Regions from separate parts of the Sus scrofa genome. Here region 1 is linked to region 2. Evidence: chromatin contacts called from public Hi-C data. All regions are on one chromosome and are shown on one strand. Each heading gives the region's core, a stretch centred on a gene start, on an enhancer-like site or on the middle of the called end of the contact. The rest is flanking DNA. Distances are from core to core; before and after follow the strand shown.

Evidence for each region. A called contact is a pair of places that touch in the nucleus more often than the background predicts.
Region 1: a contact with region 2 is called in a Hi-C map of skeletal muscle, with 2.8 times the contacts expected there. The contact joins the enhancer-like site here to the promoter of PKM in region 2. A contact is called at or near these places in 3 of 47 Hi-C or Micro-C datasets (blood, liver and skeletal muscle) and 1 of 2 datasets of contacts at active chromatin or transcription factors (alveolar macrophages).

Annotation. Positions count from the first base shown.
Region 1 is chr7:61,095,135-61,101,876 of Sscrofa11.1, reverse strand. It overlaps the pseudogene LOC100154692. Among named protein-coding and RNA genes, the nearest start is that of SEC23A, 15 kb to the left of the region's middle. Within about 2 kb of position 4,271, at least 66 of the 83 cell types and tissues checked have an H3K27ac peak or open chromatin away from gene starts, as enhancers often do. A contact at or near this core is called in alveolar macrophages, liver and skeletal muscle, where this site is marked.
Region 2 is chr7:60,971,559-60,977,697 of Sscrofa11.1, reverse strand. PKM (poly [ADP-ribose] polymerase 6) reads right to left here and starts at 4,691. Exons shown (of 32, transcript XM_021099107.1): 1 at 4,444-4,691; 2 at 1,831-2,031; 3 at 1,129-1,206; 4 at 281-375. The coding sequence starts at 1,833. LOC102166620 (a long non-coding RNA gene) reads left to right here and starts at 5,977. Exons shown (of 5, transcript XR_001297909.2): 1 at 5,977-6,139.

The DNA of each region.
Region 1 (6,742 bases), core at 3,022-5,521, 120 kb before region 2:
TTTCCCTGAGAAGGGAGCTACAGGTTGTGTAACCACAGAAAGTTTGGCACCTGTGTCAACCATAAAGTCTATGGGGTGGCTCCCTACTTGAATTCTGACCATAGGCTTTTGGGGGCCCAGTTGGAGAGAGCCTGGTCCCCCCCAATCAGACTCAGCTAGGCCGATCAGGTTGGTGCTGAATGGCTCAGATTGGTACTGGCTAGGTGGGCCTTGGTCTTTTTCTCAGGACGGTTGGGGCATTCATTTTTCCAATGTCCCTTTTCTTTGCAGTAAGCGCATTGGTCATGTTCCAGGGGACTCCTTTTCCCTGGCCTTGGGCCTTGCCCCCTAGGGGTGGTCCCACTGGGGGCACAGGTTTTGACAGGGTGGCTGCCAGAAGAGTTACTTTTTGTTTCATTCTCTTTTCTGCATCACAGCGGGCCACCTGGTCTCGGTTAATAAAAACCTTGTTGGCTATTTCCAACAGTTTAGTGGCATTCTTACCTGCAAATCCTTCTAATTTCTGTAGCTTTTTACGGATGTCTGATTGGGCTTGTCCCACAAAGGCAGCATTTATCATCCATTGGTTCTCAGGGGCCTCTGGATCAAAAGGGGTGTAGATTCGGAAAGCCTCACATAGTCTCTCATAGAATTTGGCTGGGCTTTCATTTGGCTCTTGTAGTATCTCACTGGTGTTAGCTATATTAGTAGGCCTTTTAGCCCCAGCTTTTGCCCCCTGTAGGAAGGCCTGCCGGTACCTCTCTAGGTTGTTTCCCTTCTTCAGTGTCATAGTCCCAGTGGGGGTTTTCTTCTGGGAAGGCTTCCCTTACCCAGTTTGCCAAGTCTGCTCGACCCCCCACATTGGCCTGAAGCCATTTTGGGCTTCTGTTACAATTTGCCAGTGCTCTTCAGTGTCAAACAGAGTAAAAAGGAGTTGCCAACAGTCTATCCAGGTGGGACAATGTGTCTGGAAAATGAATTCTAAGAGATCAATCAGTGCCTGAGGCTTTTCAGAATATGAGGGACTATGGTATTTCCAGTTGAGGAGATCAGCAGTGGAAAAGGGCTGGTAATAAAAAACTCATCCCCTCTTTTGTATGGTCCCATCGCGGGCAACTTGCCATGGTCCCCATGTCTCCCGTAAGGGCATTCGCAATGCTGGAGTGGCTGCTCCCTGAGCTGACCGGAGGCACCTGCTCATTGGTTCTGGAGAATCTGGCTGTGGAGGTGACATTGCCTTGAGAATTTCAGAAGCAGAAGAAGGAGGAGAAACAGAAGGCGGTGGGCTATCTGGCATCTGGGGACCTTCGGCTCCCAGAGGTGGGGCCGGCAGCACATAAGGTGGTGGCATAGGGGGCGAGTCCTCAGGTTCCCCTTGAAAAATAGGTGACACCTTTTTTTGAGACAAGGTTTTCTTCTTGGACTGGGCTACTAGCACCCTACACTGTCCCTGGTCTGTGGTGCAGAACCGAACCCATGGGGGCCTCAAATAGGCAATTTCCAACCATTGATCAATATACGGAAATTGGTCTGGGTATCCAGGGTCTCCTGTTATAACATTATATACTGCTGCAACTGTGAACACATCTAAGGTCCCTTCCGGAGGCCAGCCAACACCAAAGGAGGGCCACTCTAGGGTACAGAGGGCACACAGTTTTCCAGGACTCAGTTTAACACCATAATCTCTAGAAAATCTTTTCTTAAAATTCTTAACCATACACTCTAAGACAGTGGGCTTGGAAGCCAATTTACCCATTGTGTGAAGTCCCACCCTGTGCCAGTGATGCAAGACAAACAGCGAGGACAAGGCCTCAAGTAACAATCACGTCGTCCACCTGACCGCTCCCCTGGAGGAGATATTTCAGGCACCTCTTAGCATAGGTGGGACTGTATAAACCCCAACGTCAGGATCCCCCCGAAGAGGGCCACCATAAGCCGTATGAGGTCGCCACGGAACTGCAGGTTAGGACTCACTCTGGCTCCGTAGTCCAAGGACGGTGGGGTACAGGCTCTTGTTCTCTCCAGTCACTCACACACGCACACCAGAATTGACAAGCCTCCCGATCCCAAGGGAGCAAACCCTGACCTGAGTGACCTCTTTGGTCACTGAGAGGTTATCAATCTCTCCTTCCACCATATGACGGGTCCTGACTCTGGCAGATGTCCTTGGGGCACTCACCAGTTTGACGTCCTGTCCTGGAACATGTTTCCACGCTCCTTCTGAGTCCCTTCAGCAAGTGGTGTGAGCCAAGGCCAGCACGGCCCGAGTGAGGGTCTGGATCTGGCAAAATGGCCGGTGTGCGTTTTATCCACCTGTCACCGGGCCAGCAACCGTGGCCTCCCCCAGTTCCCCGACAACAGTGGCACAAGAGGCCAGCTCGGTTGTCGGCTTCCCAGCCAATGCACCAAAATGTTGCAGAAACCGCAAAAACCGTGGCAATGGAAGGAGACAAACAGCACTCGGAGATATGGAAAAGCAGGGTTTATTCAGCACCAGTGCGGGCTCAGAGGAGTCACCTCCAGAGTCTGAGCACCAGGTCTTTGTTCTCAGTAACTTTTATGCACTACAAGGTCTTGATTTTCCCATGTAAGCATCCCAGACCTCCCCCCATCCCCAAGCAGAGAGTGTTCCTCCCTAAGAAACTGAGCAAGCAAGGTTACAGAAGCGGAACTGATAAGCAATGCTGGGTACATGATTAGAGGGCTGCTGGCTTGGACATAGGGCACACAGTTGTTACATTATTACAAGAAAGGTGTACAGAAGTGAAACTGATCAGCAACGCTTAAAAAAAAAAAAAAGGGTGGTATAGTGACGAGCATAGCTGGAAAGTCTTGCGGCTGCCTTCTTAGCCAAAGGGGGGGGGTGTTCTTTAGTTAAAACTCCATTTCAGTACAAATTACAGGAAGAGCCAGCAACGTTGTGGCCATCAGAATAACTACAAGCCATACTGAGGCTTCGGCAGGAGTACCTGACTGACCGCACACGCTTTGTTTGGACATTGAGTGAACACAATTATGTGCCAATTTGAACTTGGCAAACTTTCCATGTCCTGTCCCTGACTTATTTAACGCCCCCCCCCGCCCTGGAAATCACTCTGTTTAATATTTCCAGAGCTCTAGTTGGTTTAGGCAGCGTGTGGTGTCTCAAGATGCCAGAGCAGCATTATGGGCTGATTTTTTATTACTGGGTTACCCAGAACCAGATTGGAGGCTTTGCTTCCTGCTGCCACTGTGAATCCTGGACCTGTGGACCCTGGTTGTAAAGAGTAAAGTGTATCTTAGAAAATCAGTGTCACCTTTTTTCACCTTTAAATTTTATATTATTTGTCACACATTTCCTGTAATGGAAGTGTTAATTTTACTGTACTTTTTAGTACCTTTTGGGAATCTATTGTATTGTAAGATGTTTTACACATGTCCTGATTTTGCCATGACCTGGATATTGAAGCTATCCAAGCTTTTGAAATTAAAAATTAACCCCCCCAAAACAACAACAACAACAAAAAACAAATAAATGTGAGGATAAGAGTTTAAGTAGTACATCCAAGGTCAAGGTGCTGATGTCCATTTAAAACTTACAACACTAAGTGTTGATTTCATGCCTCTTTTCCTCTTTAAATTGTGACAAGACTTGGCATTAAAATTGCTAGCTCTTGTTCAAAGGGCAATTGCTTCTATTCCACAGTGTGATCCACCAGTATTATATTCCAATACCATTTCATTCTGCCACTCTAATCAACTCCAGAATTATTACCAGGAGTTCATTTAATCAAACTTAACAAATGAGATCCTACGATCTGCTCTTAAACCAATCATAGGTAAAAAAACAAAATTATCTACAGTTATTTTTTTCTTCTCCCTCTTCCCCCGAAAGTAGTAACCTTTATTGTGTTGTTTTTTTTTTTTTAAGGGCCCCACGTGTACATAAGGAAGTTCCCAGGCTAGGAGTCGAATCAGAGCTTCAGCTGCCGGCTTACACTACAGCTCATGGCAACACCAGATCCTTAACCCACTGAGCCAGGCCAGGGATTGAACCCTTGTCCTCATGGATGCTAGTTGGGCTCTTATCTGGTTGGAACTCGCTCTTCCCTTTAAAAGAAAGTCACAATTGTAGTACATAACCCCTTTCTATCAATTTCCTCCTCTACAATACCTGGATAATACCACTTCAAAAGGTTGTAAAAATTAAAGAAATGAACGTGAGGAGTTCTCTTGTGGTGCAGGGGGTTAAGGATCCCACTATTGTCAATCCAGCTGCTGAGGGCACAGCTGTGGTGCCAGTTGGATCCCTGGCCGGGGAACTTCCACATGCTGCAGGTCCAAGAAAGACAGACAGACAGGAAGGTAGGAAAAGAAAGTGGATGCGATGTCTACCAGGGGTTTAAGAATTTAAAGTTCAACAAATGATAATTACAGTAACTTGCTCATTAAATTTCCCTCACTATCTACTAGGGATGCCTAAAATAACCCGCAGTCTTTACTTGGGAGAGTAGAGAGGGGAACACCCACAAACACTTCAGAACCCCTTCTATCAGGAACTAACTTCGCAGTCTTCTTTATTCCCCCGGAGCCTTAAACTTGGAACAATCAGCGGGTTCGCTCATGCGCAGATTCGCCCCCTAAGCACGTCATCTTGCTCTTATCCCAGCCAAAGTCACCCGCCCACACGTGCGGCTGCGCGGCGATCTAGACTTGGCGCATGCGCTAAGCGGCGAGGGCCCGGCCGGATTGAAAGCAGTGGCTTGGGTATCCTACCCGTCTGCGGTGGAGGAGTTGATGCCCCGACTCTTGCAAATGGAACACTGCGACTTGATAGAAAGTTTCAGTAGCAACGTACCTACCAAGAACTCCTTACGAATACCTGCGGCTGGTCCATTGAACGATTTGACCCTGAGCAGGTGGGCTGGTCGTCCTCTGTGACCCTGCGCACAGCACCCCGTGCCTCCTCTCTCAACCCTCTATTCCTTCCCAGTTCCCCTGGCCGAGTCAAGATCCCTTGATTACATGTGTGTGTGTGTGAATGAGTTTCTGCGAACTTAACTTTGTTAGACCTGATTACTCGTGACAAGGTACATGCTATTAGATTTGTTTTCAGTACAGATAATTTCAGAAATACATTTTAGTATCCCAGTTGCAATTTTGAAGTTTTTCTGGTTTTATAATGAAATAGAAGTGGATCACTTGTTTCACTGATCTCAGAGAGGCAGCAGTGAGTGATGGCTTGGAGATCTTAATTTTCTGCTTGGGAATTGAACCTGGGCGGCATGGTTGAAAACCAGGAATCCTAGCCACTAGACTAACTAGAGGCTAAAAACAGAATTGCCCTGATTCTTACCCCCTGTTGAAAGCAAGAATGTTTTAAAGAGGTAAAGACTGTGGAAACAAGTATAAAGTTTATTGTTAGAATCAGTACAACATGTGGAAGAGCACACAGAGAAGTAATTTATTTAAGTCAGAAGCAAAGAAGTAATACACACCCCAAAGAGAAGTGCGCATGCGGGCGTCACCTGGGCGATTTAAATCACTTACATAGCACAGTTAATGCGGGTCATGCGTCTTTATTTCCCTTTAGCCAATCATCTTTTTTATTTCTCATACCTTACTAGACACAGGACTCTCACTGATATGTGTGCACATCTTTTAGCAAGAAGGATTCCAGAGCAAAGGGTGCCTGGTTGGTATCAGGACTTATTATGGCCTGGCGCCCCCTCCCTTTCTGACCCCAGGAGTCTTACTGCTTAATTGTAATTGCGGAGCTCTCCTTGACCCCAGGAGTGATTGAAGTGGTTATTGTATCTTTTTACTCCAGCAGAGCTCAGCTCCTGCAGTTAACTTTCTCCTTGAACTGAAGCTAAGTCAGAAAAAGACAAATAACTTATGTTACTTATATCTGGAATCTAATACATGGCACAAATGAAACTTTCCATAGAAAAGAAAATCAGGGACTTGGAGAACAAACTTGTGGTTGCCAAGAGGGAGGGGGAGGGAGTGGGATGGACTGGGAATTTGGGGTTAATAGATGCAAACTCTTGCCTTTGGAATGGATAAACAATGAGATCCTGCTGTATAGCACTGGGTATCTAGTCACTTATGATGGACCATGATAATGTGAGAAAAAGAATGTGTATATGTGTGTGACGGGTCACCTTGCTGTACAGTAGAAATTTGACAGAACACTGTAAACCAGCTATGATGGGGGGAAAAAACCCATTTAAAAATAAATAAATAAAAATAAAAAGTTGGAAAAAAAAACCTTTCTCCTTGAAGTGTCAAAGAGAAACAAGGCCCAGTTTACTCAGCCTGACAGGTCCCAGCTGTGCTCAGCCCAGGAGCCCATCTCCCTCCTACCTCATTACTACACATGAACAATAGTAATCATGTTTCTTGCATTTATTACTTTTTGTAGTATTGAAGCTGCTCAGTGCCCAGATGTTGTGGTAGCTCAGATTGACCCAAAGAAGTTGAAAAGGAAGCAAAGTGTGAATGTTTCTGTGAGTTTTATTACCTGCCAGGGGATTACCCCCACACACCACAAATTGAAAGACCAAGGCTCTCCCTACAGTATCAGTATCAGTTATGATGTAGGTAAAATGTGACTACTTGATACTAAATTAGACATTTGCATCTACTTTTTCCCCTAAAAGGACATCTGCCATTTACTGCCTCCAGAAAGGTTTTCAGTAACCCTTCACTCCCTGAAGATTTGCTCATTATACTATAAGAACACTATCAAATCCCAGAGGGGGCTTTAAATATGTTACTT
Region 2 (6,139 bases), core at 3,442-5,941:
TCTCCAGGCCAGAAGCCCTTCTTATCTTAAAGGGGAAACAGCCTAGAGGAGTCTAGGATAAGAGGGAACTTCTAGGAAAAGTGGCTGCACTTCCCTATTTATTCCTGTCAGCCAACCTTAAATATTCTGAGCCACTCCCACTATCATTAAGCTCGTAGCTCATCAATATCCACAGACCGCACCCAACTCATCACACCATAAAGAAGAAAACCTCTAGTCATTTTAACAACTTGGAAAGATGTGGTTGATTCCCTTGCCATCCCAGAAAGTCAAGTCCCACCTGATGAATACAGAGTTCTCACTGTAGATCTCCTTCACGGCTTCAATGTCTGCATCAAGCTGTGGGTGTCGATAGAGGTCAGCTGCACAGCTCCCCTGAGTCAGCAGCAAAAACAGTGGAGAGAGGAAAGATACAGGGAGAAGGAAATAGATGAAAATAGAACATGAAGAAACATCAGGAACAGGAAAATCAAACTACAGCAATACATATAAGCAAGAGCTGCTTATATGAAGGTGCTCTTGGTGGTGGCTCTTGCTGGGGATCTGAGAGACAGGTGATGGGGATCTCCATCACCACTCTAAGAATTTTCAGTAGACCAACTGAGGGCTTTGCTTAAGGAGCTCACATCCATAAGTCTCAACTCTTCTCTCAGACCTTGACCAGGATACTTAGGTATCTTTTCTATGAGAACTCAGAACATGCTGAAGAGTACAGAATTTAAATCAGATTGGTTCTGACTTTAAAAGTCCAACATTCCTGTTCAGGATCATGCACTGGACAGTGACAGCATTAACCAATCACTGGCAGAATAATCTGTTAAAATTCTGATGCTAATGAATAAAATTACTCCCACTGGCTAGCGAGGAAATAGTCAGAAAATAATTATTTCCAACTAAACATATGAGTAAGCTCCACATACAGAGGATGCAGTTTACCCTGGGAAAAGTATGAGTCCCAGGCAAGAGCAAAGATATGAAATTAGCTCTAACATGACAATCCTCAGACCACACCAACATTAGGTCTTCATCTTATCTCTGCTCCAAAACAATCTTTTTCACTTCCAATGTATCAAGAGAGAAACACACATTTAGATCATGCAACATGGGTTTTGGGGGCTAGGACCTCACCTGAACTCCATAGAGAAATTCCTCTGATTCATTATCTCCCTCCGAATCATCATCATTCCAGAACTGGCCTTTGATGTCCTAATAAGAAATAAGGGTACAATGCTTTGCTGGGTCCGTGTTATTCCAGGGAACACAGTCAAATTAAGATGGGAAACAGATTTCCACAAAGAACGGGAGGTCTCTTGGAACAGAATAACTGAAGCCCTAATCCCCTTGTTCCCTTCACCTTATCTTTTGGAAGGGTCTCAGTCTCTTCCTAAATCTGGTCACATCCATGGCCCATCACTGACTTGGTGGCATGGAAGAAAACAACAGGGAATTTTGGCCTTCTTTAAATACTGGTATGATGACTGAGGGTGAGGAGCACTTTGATGTCAGAGTTAATTTCTAGGATATCTAGGTTCAAGTACATACTGGCCACTTCTAGGGTCATTACCTAAGGCAGCTCCCCAGCCTACCTAAACTCTTTCGTCTCATAATTCCCTTTTTTTATCCCTTAAGTATTTAACTCTCCCCTTCCTTCCCAAGAAAACTCCCTCTGTAGACACCAAGTAAGACTGTTCCCATGCCCCTTCTCTCTAACTTCAAATAGCCACTCTACTTTCCCAAAGGGTGGGAAGGAAAATACTAGGAAAAGGTGGTCTGCAGTCTGTTCCATCTGCCCCCAGTGATCAGTTGAAGAAGTGGGCAATCAGTTCTCACCATTGGGTCAGAGGGTCACACACACTTCCAGGTCAGTGCTAGGCAGCACCCCTCCATACCACCGGATGAACCCAGGCTAACGAGATGGGCATTTAGGAGGCCACAAGGGAGAAGGGGGTGGGGATGATGTCGGGAGCTGACTGGAGATCTGCTGGAGAAGGCAGGCTCTGTTGTGGTGGTGGTAATAAGTCACTCGCTGTCCTATGGAAAGTAGAAAACAACTGATTTCATCCTCACTTAACAGCTAGGGGGCATATACACAGGTACACGTTAGCATATATTTTTATTATACACATGTAGGCACCTGCACATAAGAAGACATACTTGAATGCATGTACGCACAGTTCTTTAAAGATAATGAAATATGAAAGCACTATACAAACATAAGATACTACTGTTCCAATTAAGCTGGAAGGCTGGGATTGAATCACGTCCTTGCTCTAGTTCACAATGCTGCATCAAACCTCTGACGCCACAAGTGATGGTGGCAGAACCAGACGCTTATGCTACTCAGTCTAGTCAGTTCATTTTAGAATATTCTTCATAGTACCAACGCCCATCAGAAGCAGACTCTTTTGGAGTCTTTACCCCTGGTGATTTAGTCATAATCTCTTATTTAACACTAGCATCCCTCAAAGACATCATATAACAATCAGAGCCAAGTTAAAAAGTCCTCAACAACACTGACCATTCTCTGGTACTCATAGTCTGAGTTGTCATAGTCAAAATAAAGCCATGGACTCATCTTGGAACCCACTCCCCAATTAATGTAATAATGATCCAAAGAAATGCTCAGAAAAACACTAACTCCTAGCCCTTTCACAAAACTAAAAACCACTGTCCTTGGCCTTCTTGGCTCTACATTTATCTCAGTTTCATCCATCCCAACCTTAAAGAGAGATGTTCTTGGTCTGTAACATGGTTCTATTGAATCTTAGGTTACTAGATCCTTGGTTCTGTGGATCTGCAGAATCAATATCACCTGGGAACTTGTTAAAAATGTAAATTCATGGAGTTCCTTTTGTGGCTCAGCAGAAACAAACCCAACTAGTATCCATGAGGATGTGGGTTCAATTCCTGGCCACGCTCAGTAAATTAAGGATCTGGTGTTGCCATGAGCCGCAGTGTAGGTTGCAGACATGGCTGGGATCCCATGTTGCTGTGGCAGTGGCATAGGCCAGAAGCTGGAGCTCCAATTCGACCCCTAGCCAGGGAGCTTCCATGGGCTCCAGGTGTGTTCCTAAAAGGCAAAAAAAAAAAAAAAAAAGAGTAAATTCTCAGACCTCATACTGAAACCTACTGAACTAGAAACTTCAGAGATGGGATGTTTTAACAAGCCCTCCAAGTTATTCTGATGAATGATAAAATCTGAGACCACTGTTCTAAATCCTTGTGTGTTCCAAGGGCTTGTGGTCTGTTCCTCGGATACCAATTTAAACCTGGTAACTGACCCAGAATGGGGACCTAAAGCACAATGCCAGGGCAAACAACATAGCAGTCCTTCAGCCAACAGTGCTGCCTGACCCATTACAAACAAAATGCACAAGGAAACTGCAGCTGAAGTTCTTAGAGATGAAATGCTTGATATCTTTAAATATTCAAATCTTAATTTAAATATTTCCTTTTTTATTGTCTTTTTAAGGCCACACCTGCAGCATATTGAGGTTCCCAGGCTAGGGGTCCAATTGGAGCTGTAACCACTGGCCTACACCACAGCCACAGCCACGCCAGATCCGAGCCATGTCTTCGAACTACACCACAGCTCACGGCAACACCAGATCCTTAACCCACTGAGCAAGGGCAGGGATAGAACCCACAACCTCATGGTTCCTAGTCGGATTCGTTTCCACTGCACCACGATGGGAACGCCAAGATTTGCTTTAAAATACTATTCCAGCACAAATAAAATGGGGAACAGATGAAATGTTCAGATGAAAATCATAAAATGTTGATTACAAACGAAGCTGAGTGATAAGTACACAAGGGTTTGTAAACTCTCTACTTTTGTATATAGTTGGAAATTTTCATTCTAAAAAGAAAAACAAACAAACCCAGAGGCTACTTTCATACTTTTTAAGGAGTCTCCTATCAACTCTAAATGTGAAATGAAGAGTATCACTGAAACTCTCTAACTTGCTGTTCTTCCAACATATCAAGCATATTCCCACCACAGGGTCTTTGTGCCTGCTTGCCACTCTTCTTGGAATGCTTTTCACCCATATTCACTGGGCTTGCTCCTTTACTCTTTCAGATCTCTGCTTGAAGATCACCTTGACTATCCTACATAAAACAGTAAAATCACAATACACAACACACTAGCACTCTCCAAACCCTTTCCTTGCTTTATTTTTTCCTACAGCACTTACCACTCTATGACAAAATGTTTGTTTATTGTATTTACCTCCCATCAGAATGTAAGCTCTACGGTGGCAGAGGCTTTGAGCATTTTCACTGTCTGTACTGTCAGTCCCTCATAACATAGCTAATTGAATGAGTGAATGAATGAATGAACTGTGACCTAAGCCAAAGGGGAGATAAATACAAGAACCTAAACACATCTACACATAGACAAAACCATACAAAAATGATTTTAAAAAGCAAGACTCCATTCACCTTCAAGAGCAGCTGAGAACCAAACTATGAAGATCTGGGGTGGGGTTTGTGAGATTTGAAAATAAACAGGTGCTGATCTGGACGGTCTCAGAGGAACAAAGAGGGAGGCATTAATGTCCTGGATGACAATGGTGTAGCCCAGAAGTGCCAACTTTCTCAAGCTCTTTGCCACTGTGCCACTGTAGAGGTCAAGAAAGCTTAGTCTCTCTCCAAGGGCTGTTGCTGCTTGGTTTCTGCTGTTACCACAAGGAGAAAAAAGTAGTTCAGAGAGAATTTTTCCTGTCCAGTGAAGAAACAATTTAGAGACTACCATCTTTTTCAAACTAGGCTGTATATAACCTATTTTAAACTTTTCACACTACAGATAGAGTATGCAGGTGCAGGGACGTCAAGCAACTTGCTTAGGGTCAGAAGTATAATAGCGTACAGTGGAACTGGGGACTATAGCACATTTGTCAGATTCTAATGACATCCACTCTTCCAGTGATGAGATTACAACCCAATTAAGGGAGCTGTTAATGAACTAGTAAGAAAGACCTATTTGATTTATCTAAACGAGGTAATCAAGGGAACCCTTTCAAGAAAAGCCAAGTCAAATACTGACTGTATGAAGAATGCCCAGAGAAGGGTGTCAGCGCTAGAGAGCAGCTAACAAAAAATTTGCATAAGAATAGGCCAAAAGTAAATAAGCATCAAGTCCGGATCACAAATGTCCTGGCCTAGGTCCAAAAGCGCTTCTCCGCGTGACAACTTTGCATCTAGTCAAAGAAGCCTCCGATCTCAACGTTTGATCCCGGCTTGGCGGTCCTGGGAAAGAAGGTGACTCCGCTCTGCAGCGAAGTGCTCCTTTCAAAAAGCCTAGGCCATGGAACAAAGAGTGCGGGGGAGAACCCACCGCCCGGCGATGCCCGCTTCCCAGCGCTATCTCGTGTACCCGGCGGAAGAAGAGGCCGGGGTGAGCCCCCAACATTGGCCGCCACTCGTGCTTCCAGAACAGGCCCTCACTGAGGCCTCCCTTGGGGAAGCACTTAGAGCTCTTCTCCGGTTTCCCCCGGAGACCCCGAAGACACCCAACACCTGCCTCCCGGGGAAGAAGCTCTGAGCCCGATCTGTGTCGCCAGCCGCCCGGCCATAAGCGAAGCCTGTTAAACTCAGAAGGCCTCTCAGAGCCACCGGGTCCAAACCCTTCACTTCCTCCACCCTGGCCCCGCACCCTTCCCGCGGCTCGGCCGCCCCGCCCCGTCCCCGTGGCGGCCGCCCCACAAGCTGGCCTCGCGAGTACTCACGGCGACCCCGGGCCGCGCGCGGCCGCCGCTGAGGGGACGAGCGGCCCGGGACGCCCCGCGGGGGCGGAGCGGCAGGCCAAGGGGCGGGGGCCGGGGCCGGGCGGGAGAGGTCGCGCACCCGCACGCCTCGTCGTTCCGTCACGGCCGCGCTGAGCCACTCTGCGCACGCTCGCGCGGCGGGCACCGTGGCCACGTGGTCCGCTTCGGACCAACTGCCACGCGGCCTGCCCCTGGGCACGCCCCCGCCCCCGACGCCAGGCTTGAGGTGCCTGCGCAGTGGTTGCCGTTTGGGAGGAGGCACGGAGCAGGGGGGGCGCCTGCGCTGTGAGTCGGCGGCGGATGTGTAGAGAAACAAGAGGGGCCCTGAGAGGGCGGGGAGAGCCCGCTGAACCAGATGGTTGGGCGCCCCA